Linked DNA regions of Mus musculus: region 1 is linked to region 2. A link is a contact called in public HiChIP or PLAC-seq data. All regions are on one chromosome and are shown on one strand. The core of a region is the stretch at or near the end of the contact, and the rest is flanking DNA. Distances in the headings are between cores, read along the strand shown. Region 1 holds the start of Lin28a (lin-28 homolog A (C. elegans)). Region 2 has its middle 22 kb from the start of Rps6ka1.

What was found. HiChIP or PLAC-seq counts read pairs in DNA pulled down with a chosen protein or histone mark.
Region 1: a contact with region 2 is called in an H3K4me3 HiChIP or PLAC-seq map of embryonic stem cells, with 24 read pairs. The contact joins the promoter of Lin28a here to the enhancer-like site in region 2. A contact is called at or near these places in 8 of 484 Hi-C or Micro-C datasets (the G1E-ER4 cell line, embryonic fibroblasts, embryonic stem cells and 1 more), 5 of 115 datasets of contacts at active chromatin or transcription factors (effector CD8 T cells, embryonic stem cells, extraembryonic endoderm stem cells and 1 more) and 2 of 9 other capture datasets (adipose tissue and liver).

The regions. Positions count from the first base shown.
Region 1 is chr4:134,015,263-134,020,198 of GRCm38.p6, forward strand. Lin28a (lin-28 homolog A (C. elegans)) reads right to left here and starts at 3,554. Exons shown (of 4, transcript NM_145833.1): 1 at 3,449-3,554; 2 at 2,791-2,987. The coding sequence starts at 3,479.
Region 2 is chr4:133,907,677-133,912,289 of GRCm38.p6, forward strand. No RefSeq gene overlaps it. Among named protein-coding and RNA genes, the nearest start is that of Rps6ka1, 22 kb to the left of the region's middle. Within about 2 kb of position 3,100, at least 347 of the 459 cell types and tissues checked have an H3K27ac peak or open chromatin away from gene starts, as enhancers often do. A contact at or near this core is called in adipose tissue, effector CD8 T cells, embryonic fibroblasts and 4 more, where this site is marked.

The DNA.
Region 1 (4,936 bases), core at 2,304-4,803, 110 kb after region 2:
GGTTCTCACAACTAATTAACTCCAGATTTCAAGATCTAAAGACCTTTGGCCAAATAAAATGGGTGTTAAGAGAAACCTGTGTCATAGCCCCCCTACCCTCAGCCTACACCTTACTGGGCACAGAATAAAGTATATACAAGTCAGGCTCTGGTGACACCAAAGAAAAGGGGTGTCACCCAACTACCGGTCAACTTGCCTATATATACAATTACTTGCAGGCCTGACTACACTACAGTGTAAGGTGCTGTCTCAAAAAAAAAAAAAAAAAAAATTTGAGCACAAGGACAGTGGTTAACAGGATGTTGGGAACCGTATTACCTCAATCTGGAAAGGTCTTCTTTTGATTCCCCCACCTTTCCCTGGCAAGGCAAATATCATCTTGAGACAATCTTCCCCTCCCCCACCATGCACTCCTACCCCATCCCCAGGGTCTGGCAGCTGAGGAAGTTCCCCTAAAGATTTCTTTACCCTCCCTACACTCCCCTTCCAAAGTAAACAAGTTCTAGAGATTAACCTGCATCTTCGACATTCCTCAGGAAGAGATACCTCAGCTCAACGACCAAACTTACTGTTGGGAGTGTGGACCAAGCAGGTGGTGGTAAAACAGCAGTTAAAAGTGTGTGGAGAGGTTTTCAAATATGGGCGCCAGCCAGGAACCTTCGCATGGGCCTTTAATCCCAAAATCCAGAAGGCAGAGGTAGGCAGCTCTCTTGAGTTAAAAGGCCAGCCTGGGTGACAGGGCAATTCCAAGCCAGCCACAGTTACACAGTGAGACACCTCCACCACCACCAGCCTCGTCTCAAAAACAAAACAAAACAAAAACAAAAAAACCCCAAAGAAACCAAAGTCAAAGCCCACGAACGAACGCAGGCAGGTCTCCAAGCCAGTCTGTACTGAAGGCTGCCTCCTGAGATGTCCTATAGCTTCCCAGTTGGTATGGCTCCTAAGTGAGGAGGCACAGCGTCTCCATTTGTCCCAACAGCAATGAACCTCAGATCAGAAGGTACCTATTCTCCCGGGCACCTCCCTACTTAGCCTTTGCAAGGAGTCAGGAAAGTGCTCAAGCCACCTTTACACCCCAGCCTCCAAAAATTGAAGAAGTTCCCCAAACCATCTCGAGCCCAGGAAATTTTCATCTCTGGGATCAGATAAATGGCCGAATCGGGGAGGCTTGCCCCCCGCTGAGGAGGGCCATTCAGTGCGGGTTCCTGCAATAAAGTGATTTAATAGATCTAAAGAGGCCAATTCCCTTCTGCCTCACAATTACTTCCTGTGGGTTATCATTCACATATGCAAATGAGATGGGGGGCACAAAGCCACCATCCAGAAACCAGCAGTCTGGTGATGGTGATGGGGGGGGGCGGTGCAGAAAAGTTAAAGGTACTGTTCCAGGTCCCTTAAAAAAGAAACAAAACACATATTCCAGAAGCCTAGTGACCCTAGGACACCAACAGCAAAGAGCTGGTCCTCAAATTCCATCAACCCAAATCTACTTAGTTTCCACTCCCCAACCTCTGACTGGAGGGCAGGGTTCAGCCTTCCCAGCAGCCCCCAACCAGTCCACCCAGCATCTCCTTCCCCACCCCTCCCCCTCAAGAACGCCATCCCTCAGGCTCCAACCCTTAATCCCCACATCCTCCTTTCCCCTCCCCCACAGCTCCTAAAGCTAACCTCCCTGAAGTAACCCCTCCCTGCCCGGCCCGGGTGTCAAGCTCGCAGGCCAGGGATTAGCAATTTTCTTCTTTCCTGGCCCAGCCTTAACCCACCAAATGTGGAAAAGGGCAGGAGCAGTAACTTCCTTTCCAGCGTGGAATGGTACCACTCCCCCACACACACACCCCGCCCCCGGTAGGATATTAAGAAAGGGAATGGCCGGGAAGAGGGAAACCTGAAGGCTCTACTCTCTTCCTTGTTTAGGGTTAGGAATGTTAGGGACAGCAATCAATGGCTGTCTGGGGCCATAAATGCCAAGCTGAGGAGAATAGGGCCAGAGGCCAGTCTTCCTCTACCGCCTGCCCCCTCGACACTGAATTTCACTCCCTACTGTGTAGCCCTTCTTTAACTGCGAACTTGGGATTGCCACGGCCAAGGAATGAAGGCCTGGGATCTTAAGGTCTTCCTTCCTGGCAGAACCGGGTGGACAGCTAGAGGTGCCTGCCAGCCCTGATCTGTAGCCAGACCTCTAGGGGAGCTTTTCAGCTCACACGTTGATCCTTCCGGGACCTGCCAAACCTACACTGGCTACAGGACCTGGCTTTGGGTGGCCACCTGACTTGAGGTCTGCATTGAAACGGGAAGAACCTGACGTCGCAGGTTCACGCCCGTAGGTTGGGTAGCAAATGGCTCACACTCTCTCCTCCCTATGAATTAGACTCAGACCTTTAGAACTCAGGGCGCTAACGCCCGGCTCAGGCCCTGCATGTGCTTCCCTGGTCGGCCTGCTGGCCCTCCCCCACCGGCAAGCACAATACAACCTTAGTTTCTGCCACATGGGGTCACCTCCCTGCCCCCTGCTCCCTTCCCAGGGGAAAGAGGTAATAGACACGTGGTAAGCCGGAGGGGTTCCCGGAAGGGGGCGGGGAGGGGGTGCTGGTAGTCAGCAGTGCCTCCTCGCACAACTGCAGTTACTACAAACTCAAAACTGGGGTGTCCCGAAAAATATGGGGACGCACAATGAGGGGTATTTATCTCCTCCAATCCGACAGGAGGGGCCACCAGCCAAGGCCGTACCTCGGAACTCCCAGCCTTTTTCTTTTTTTTCCCCTAGCAAAGTTCCAGAATGAGTCTCACCTGGTGCACAAAGACGTCCACCGGGGGGTCGAGCGCGACCCCAGCGCGGGCGGTCATAGACAGGAAGCCGAACCCCATGCGCACGTTGAACCACTTACAGATGCCGGCCCCGTGCAGCAGCTGCGGCTCGTCTGCCGCTCGGGCCGCGTCAGGCGGCGCCTCCTCTGGCGCCTTCTCCGCTGCCTTGGCGCAGCCACCTGGAGATAGGGAGGGCCAGGTGATCAGCTGGGGGCCAAGGGATCGCAGGCCCTCTCAGGGACCCGTCTGGGAGATCTCGGTGGTCAGCCCGCGGATAGACACCCAGGAGGAGGCAGCTACCAAGCAGCTGGTAAGAAGAAACCTGTCCTGGCTGCCTCCCCAAGCTTACACAGAGGATGCTGACGCCCCAAAAGTTTTGCTTGTCTTCCCACAACAAGTTGCCCGTGCACACGCGGAGGGACAGGCCCCTCCTCTTCTCTCCCTCCGCCCCCACGGGCTCGGTGTACAAGCCACTGGAACACCAGGGTTCCCTAGTCCAGAGATGGCCCCCAGAAGCAGGAGGCCATAGGGACTTGGGGGTCCCGCGGACAAGTCCGTGGGACACTTTCCCACCTCCCTTCTATTTAGACATTGGGCTCCCTGCACCCTAAGGTGTGCCCGCTGAATCGCAAGCTCGAACCTGCAAACTGCTGGTTGGACACCGAGCCCATGGTCGTCTGCTGAGCCCGTGGCCCCGGGCCCCAGGTCGGGCGGCTGCTGGCCCCAGAGAAGTCCGGAGGCAAAGGGGTGGTTCGGAGAAGAGGCTGCTACATCTTCCCCCGCACAATAGCGGTGGGAGGGCCCACGGCTTTTCAAAGGCTCCCAAATTCTAAAAGACAATGACCCAACCCCCCGCGGGCAGCCCCCTCCCCTCCCCTCTCTCCTTACCCCTCCCTTTCCCTCTGGCTCTGGCTTCGGCCCTCCCCCACTGCTCTGGTCTCTGACACCTCTGGGGTGTCCCTTCCCAGAACCTTGAGATTTGACACCCCCTCCACATACACACATCTGGAGATGGGGATCTTTTGCACTGGAAGTCTTCAGTACCCCAGAATTTGGGATCCTGCACTTTGAGGACTCAATGCGGGCATCCAAAGCGGACACAGGTGGGGGGGAACGGGGGGGGGGTAGTTTTATAACCACGTGACCACACACACACACACACACACACACACACACACACACACACACACACACACACACCACCCCCACCCCCCGGGCAGATAATTATACATTCCAGAGAGTTGGGGGAGGGAGGTGTGAGCCTGGTGGCGCTGTCCAATCAGAAACACAAACCACCTGTCAAGGGAGAAATGGATGAGCCCTCCCCCTCCCCCAGCCCCTCAGCGCCCCTCCCCCTCTTTCCCCTCAGGCCTCAGAGCTGACCCGGCTGCTTGGCGCTGACCTGCTCTCACCCCCCACCTCCGTGTGCTTAGATAGACCTGGAGTTCTGGACATTAGGAAGCCGGGATAGGGGTGCAAGGAAGCGGCTGGAGACCCCACCGAGCTGATCTGTCTTAACCTAGGTGCTGCCTCTCAAACTCGGCCTGTCTCTGGGTGCTACTGGATGCCTCAATCTCCAAATTTCAACAACAGTTTCTCTGGGTTTGTCCCAGTGAGAAACAAGCTCCTAGTTGATTCTGTGCAAAGAGTCCTTCGCTCCCTCCTAAGCCTACACCTAAAGTTGCTTCCAGGTACAGCTCCCTGAGAGAGCATGTGGAAACCTCGAAGAATGCCCTCTGTGGTAGCTGTGTTCTCATCGGGCCCCTGCCTGCCGCGTCCCGTCCTGTCCCATCCGTTGGTGGAAGAGAATAGATTGGTGGGTGGAGGCACTTCCTCCAAGACCCGGGACACTCTAATTCCCAGACCCTCCTGTTCTCAGTCACCATCCTAAATTGAGCTACCCTTCGGGTAGTATGACTGGTGAAAAGACTGGATAGAGAGAGGCTTCTCATTTAAAGAGGTAAACTCCCTACTAGAAGATAAAGAGGGTGGACCAGAGGGGTGGCCACTGCCCTGGTCAGAGATGGACAATGGCCCGGGGCTCAGTGCACGGCCCTGGCCCTGCCCCTTCACTTCCGGTGCTCAGTTCAAACTGGACAATGCCAGCTCCGGTCAGTTCCCCTCCCCC
Region 2 (4,613 bases), core at 1,850-4,349:
ACAGGCACGTGGCATGCACACAATACAATTACATGCATGCAGGCAAACATTCATACACACTAAAAGAAAAAAAATAAATTTTTAGAGAAAGAGTACAAAGTTCACATGCCTAAATAAACCGGTCCGGTTTCCTCCCCTAATAACCCATCTAAGCTCAAATGCACAGACAAGAGGCAAAAGCCTGCACGGGAGGCTGAGGGGTTTGCAGGGCTGGCATTACCCAGGGCATCTTGCAGCAGACAGATGCTCAGAATCCTAAGACTTCCTCCACGTCCCAAGTTGCCAGAGCAGTTCTAGAATGCCCTGCTTAGTCTCCCCTCTCTGAGTCGCTAACCCTCCTGGCTCTGCCACTGCTCTGCCACCCCTGCTCTGCCAGCAGCTTTTCCTGAGTGGGCCTGGGAGGAATCCCTCCAGAACACAGCAGGCTTGTGCTTCATGTCTACCCCCTTCCTTGGCAATTGTCACAATATGTTTCGAACCAAGGCTGGAGGAGGAAAAACGATGAATATTTACATGTAAATATTTTTGCCCTGTTGCACAGAAATAAAGATTGGAAGGAAGTCAGCTGAACACTAACAGGAAGAGACCAACAGAGGCATGGAATCAGATAAAGTTGGGCCGGGTTCCGGGCTGTGCCATTCCGTCCTAGCTGTGTGACCCTAGCAAGGAACCCTCCCTGGACAACTTTGTCCAGACCCCAGATTCCCACTGCATGAATTACTTAGCATTAACCAATCCATCCAGTATAGTTTACAGAATAAACTTGTATTCTCGGTACTTGGGAGGCTGAGGCAGGAGGATTGCTCGAAGTTCAGGGCCAGGTTGGGCTACATTGTCAGTTCCAGGTTTAATTTGGGTCACACAGACTATGCCTCAACATAATAAGACAATATCAGCTGGTCCAGGGTGGTGGCAAACACGTTTCACACAAACCAGCACTAGGGAGTCAGAGGATATTTGTGAGTTCGAGGCCAGCCTGGTCTAAAGAGGGAGTTCCAGGCCAACCAGGGCTACACAGAGAGACCCTATCAACCAAACCAGAACCAAATAAGCAAGCCAATGCAGGCTGGAGGAGAGCAAGTAACCAAGGAGACTTAATCTTGATGACTTTCTTGGTTCTTACCAATATTCCCTCTAAAACTGTTGACAGTGATCACGTAGTTCTGTTATATTGTTATAAGCACAGGCCCAAACTAAGAGTTCATTACTGGTGGACTAACTGAATTGTAAATGTTCATTTTCTGGAAATACCGACTCTTTAAATAACAATCCTATCTATTATGTATTGACACAAACACAGGACAGTATAGATTGAGTCAACCATAGGCATGTGACCTCTTCTTATTTATATATGTAGGATCTCTCAAGCCGGTAAACACAAAAATACTGTGTGTGAAAAAAAAAAGTAAAAGGATGAGGACTTTTAGTTCTACAAGGCAGTTCATGTCTTTAATCCTAATGCTCGGAGAAAGAGGCAGGCGAATCTGAGTTCAAGGCTAGCCTGGTCTACACAGTGAGAAATCCCGTCTCAAAACAAAACAAAACCTGAAAGTTCTCTCTCTTTTTTTTTCAAATTTTTTATTAGATATTTTCTTCATTTACATTTCAAATGCTATCCTAAAAGTCCCTATACCCCCACCCCCGGCCCTGCTCCCCTACCCACCCACTCCCACTTCTTGGCCCTGGCGTTCCCCTGTACTGGGGCATATAAAGTTTGCAAGACCAAGGGGCCTCTCTTCCCAATGGTGGCCAACTAGGCCATCTTCTGCTACATATGCAGCTAGAGACACGAGCTCTGGGGGTACTGGTTAGTTCATATTGTTGTTCTACCTATAGGGTTGCAGACCCCTTCAGCTCCTTGGGTACTTTCTCTAGCTCCTCCATTGGGGGCCCTGTGTTCCATCCTATAGATGACTGTGAGCATCCACTTCTGTATTTGCCAGGCACTGGCATAGCCTCACTTTTTTTTTTTTTAAGGCATGATTTCTCTGAGTGCTCTGTAGACCAGGCTGGCTTCAACCTCAGAGATCTGCTTGCCTCTGCCTCCCAAGTCCTGAGATTAAAGTCCTGTGTCACTATGGCCGGCTTAAATTGGTTTTTGTAAGGTTAATTTTTAAAAAGATTTATGAATTAGAATTACATTTTAAATGTTTTAACTTTCGCTGTGCCAGGGCCTCATATTAAAAGGGGGGGGGAGGAAGGGAGGGAGGGAGAGAGAGAGAGAGAGAGAGAGAGAGAGAGAGAGAGAGAGAGAGAGAGAGAGAGAGAGAGAGAACGAGCGAGCAGGCAGGGTTTATTGGTACGTCCAGTCTATGCTGAACCCCAGAAAACAGAAAGAAAATGCATCTCCCTCCTATCCCTGGTGCACTTCAGTTAACAATAGCATTCAGTGTTAAGTTGCTGAGGCTGTCCCCCAGCCCTCCCTGTAAGGGAAACTGCTGGAGTCACAAACGGACTCGGGAGAACTCACCTCTATCTGTCTAGCTTGCTTGTTTTAGGTTTTGGATGCTTGTTCGGTTTTGTTTGTTTTAGTTCTTTAACACAGGGTCTCACTTTGTATTCAAAAAGCCAGGAACTCACTATGTAGCCAGGGCTGGGCTCCAAGACCTTCCCGCCCCAGGAATGACAGGCATGAGCCACCATGCCTGGCAACCTAATCTTGTTGAAACTGAAGATGAAGCGCTCATGAGCCTCTCTGTTTGGCTGGGTTCTGAGAAGGGCATATCCTGCTGTGAGTGGCGGGAGGGTGCCGCCAAGTGACAAGCCTGGGCAATGGCTGGAATGTTAAAGCGTGGATGACACACCAAGGACCTCCGACTAACTCTATAAACCAAGGACCTAGATCTAGTCCCAGACTGGGCCCCAGGACTGTCCTGTATGTCCTCCCCCAAGCCGCGTTCCGACACATGGCACGACTGGAGCCCATTTCCGAGATACCCTAGGGCCAGCATCGAGCACCCAAACCCACCAAGCCACGTGGTGCCCTGTAAATCAGCCCCGTGCTCGCTTGGCTTCCGCGTGGCTACTGCTCCCATCACCCCGCGCGCTCCCCAGATTATGACCCCGCCCCTGAGGGGGCGTTCCAACCTGAAGCCCCGCCCACACACGTGCGTGCGCGTGCTCCCTGGGCCTCCTGGGACTGGCGATAGCCAAAGCTGGTCCCTGGGAAGCTTGGGTCTGGTGTCGGCCTCGGTGAGGGCTGTGATGGTCGGGTCAGAGCCGTACATGAGCTGGGCGGTCCTGGGAGAGGCTGTCGTGTGTCGTGGACGACGTCAGATCAGACGCTTGGAGGGGAGCCTGTGGGAGCTTCCAGTTTCGGGCCCAGAGGACCCAGTGCGGTCACTGGCTCCCACGCACGCGCGGAGCTCAGCTCTGCGTCGCCCCCGTGCGGACAGAGGAAGCAGTGCCTGCCTGGCACCCGAGGACTCCTCTGGGCTGCATGCGACCCAGGCACGCGTGGCCACCTAGGCGATCTACTCTCCAGACACCGCCCCCTTCCGTTGATGGACCGGAGGACGGTCTGATGTTGTCATGGCGACGGCTGACCAGTGATTTCCTCTAGCTACTGTGAATCTTACTCTGGACAGAGAGAGCACTGGAGTACGGTTACCCAGCCTCCTTGCTGTGTCCTCAGTCAGTAATCTAAATAGATGAGAATTGATCCCTCCCTAAAGCAGCAAGGCCTTGAACAACAAAGCAACCTTTCCTAAAAGCCTGCTTACCTAGTGAAATCAAAGATCAGTGATAATAAAAGTATTCTTATTCCCAGTTCCTGAAAGTGGGTAATATTTGGACCAGCGAGATGGATCAGTGAATAAAGCGTTTGCTGTGCAAATCTTAGGCCCTGAGTTTGATCCCCAGAGTCCATGCAGATGTAGAAGGAGAAAAATAAGACTCCAGAAAATTGTTGTCTGACCCTCATTTGCATGTAGCTGCATCTCCAATCCCGATAAAAATAAATGGAACAAAAAAATTAAGTTGATAAAATTTAATGAGGCTGATTAAGCTGGGTTCTTACAGAGTACCTTTGTATACATGGTAACTGCGTTCCTTACCAAATTAAGGAGTAGACACTCTTATGTAAGAAGGAAGTTTAGATTCAGAGAAATAACTTGTCCAAAGTTATACTGCGGATGTAGCTCAGTGGTAGAGCACTTACCCAGTGTGTGTGAAACTCTGTTTTCAGTCCTTGGTACAGCAAAGTCAAATACAATGGTAGGCTAAGTTCGTTGTAGTTGTTGTTGTTGCAGACAAGCTCCTATTTAGCCCAGGTTGGCCTTGCAGGCATAGCTGATCTTCAACTTCTGATTATTCTGTTTCTATTCCTCCACCCAAGTGTTTTGCACGGTGTGTGCCACCATGCCCAGTTTGAGTCAGTGCAAGGGATCAAACCCAGGGCTTCATGCATGCTAGATAACACTATCAACTGACCTGCATTCCAGCTTATATCCAGTTCTTTCTTTTAATAAACAATAGCATCATCCTGTTTCCTGCTACCCAGGGGACTTCCACGAATTTCCACGGGTGGAGTTTTCCAGAACTGCCACGTGCAGGATCAGGTTGTTCTTAGCAGACACACATTGCTTTCTATTGGGATTTGTGGTGGTTTGAAA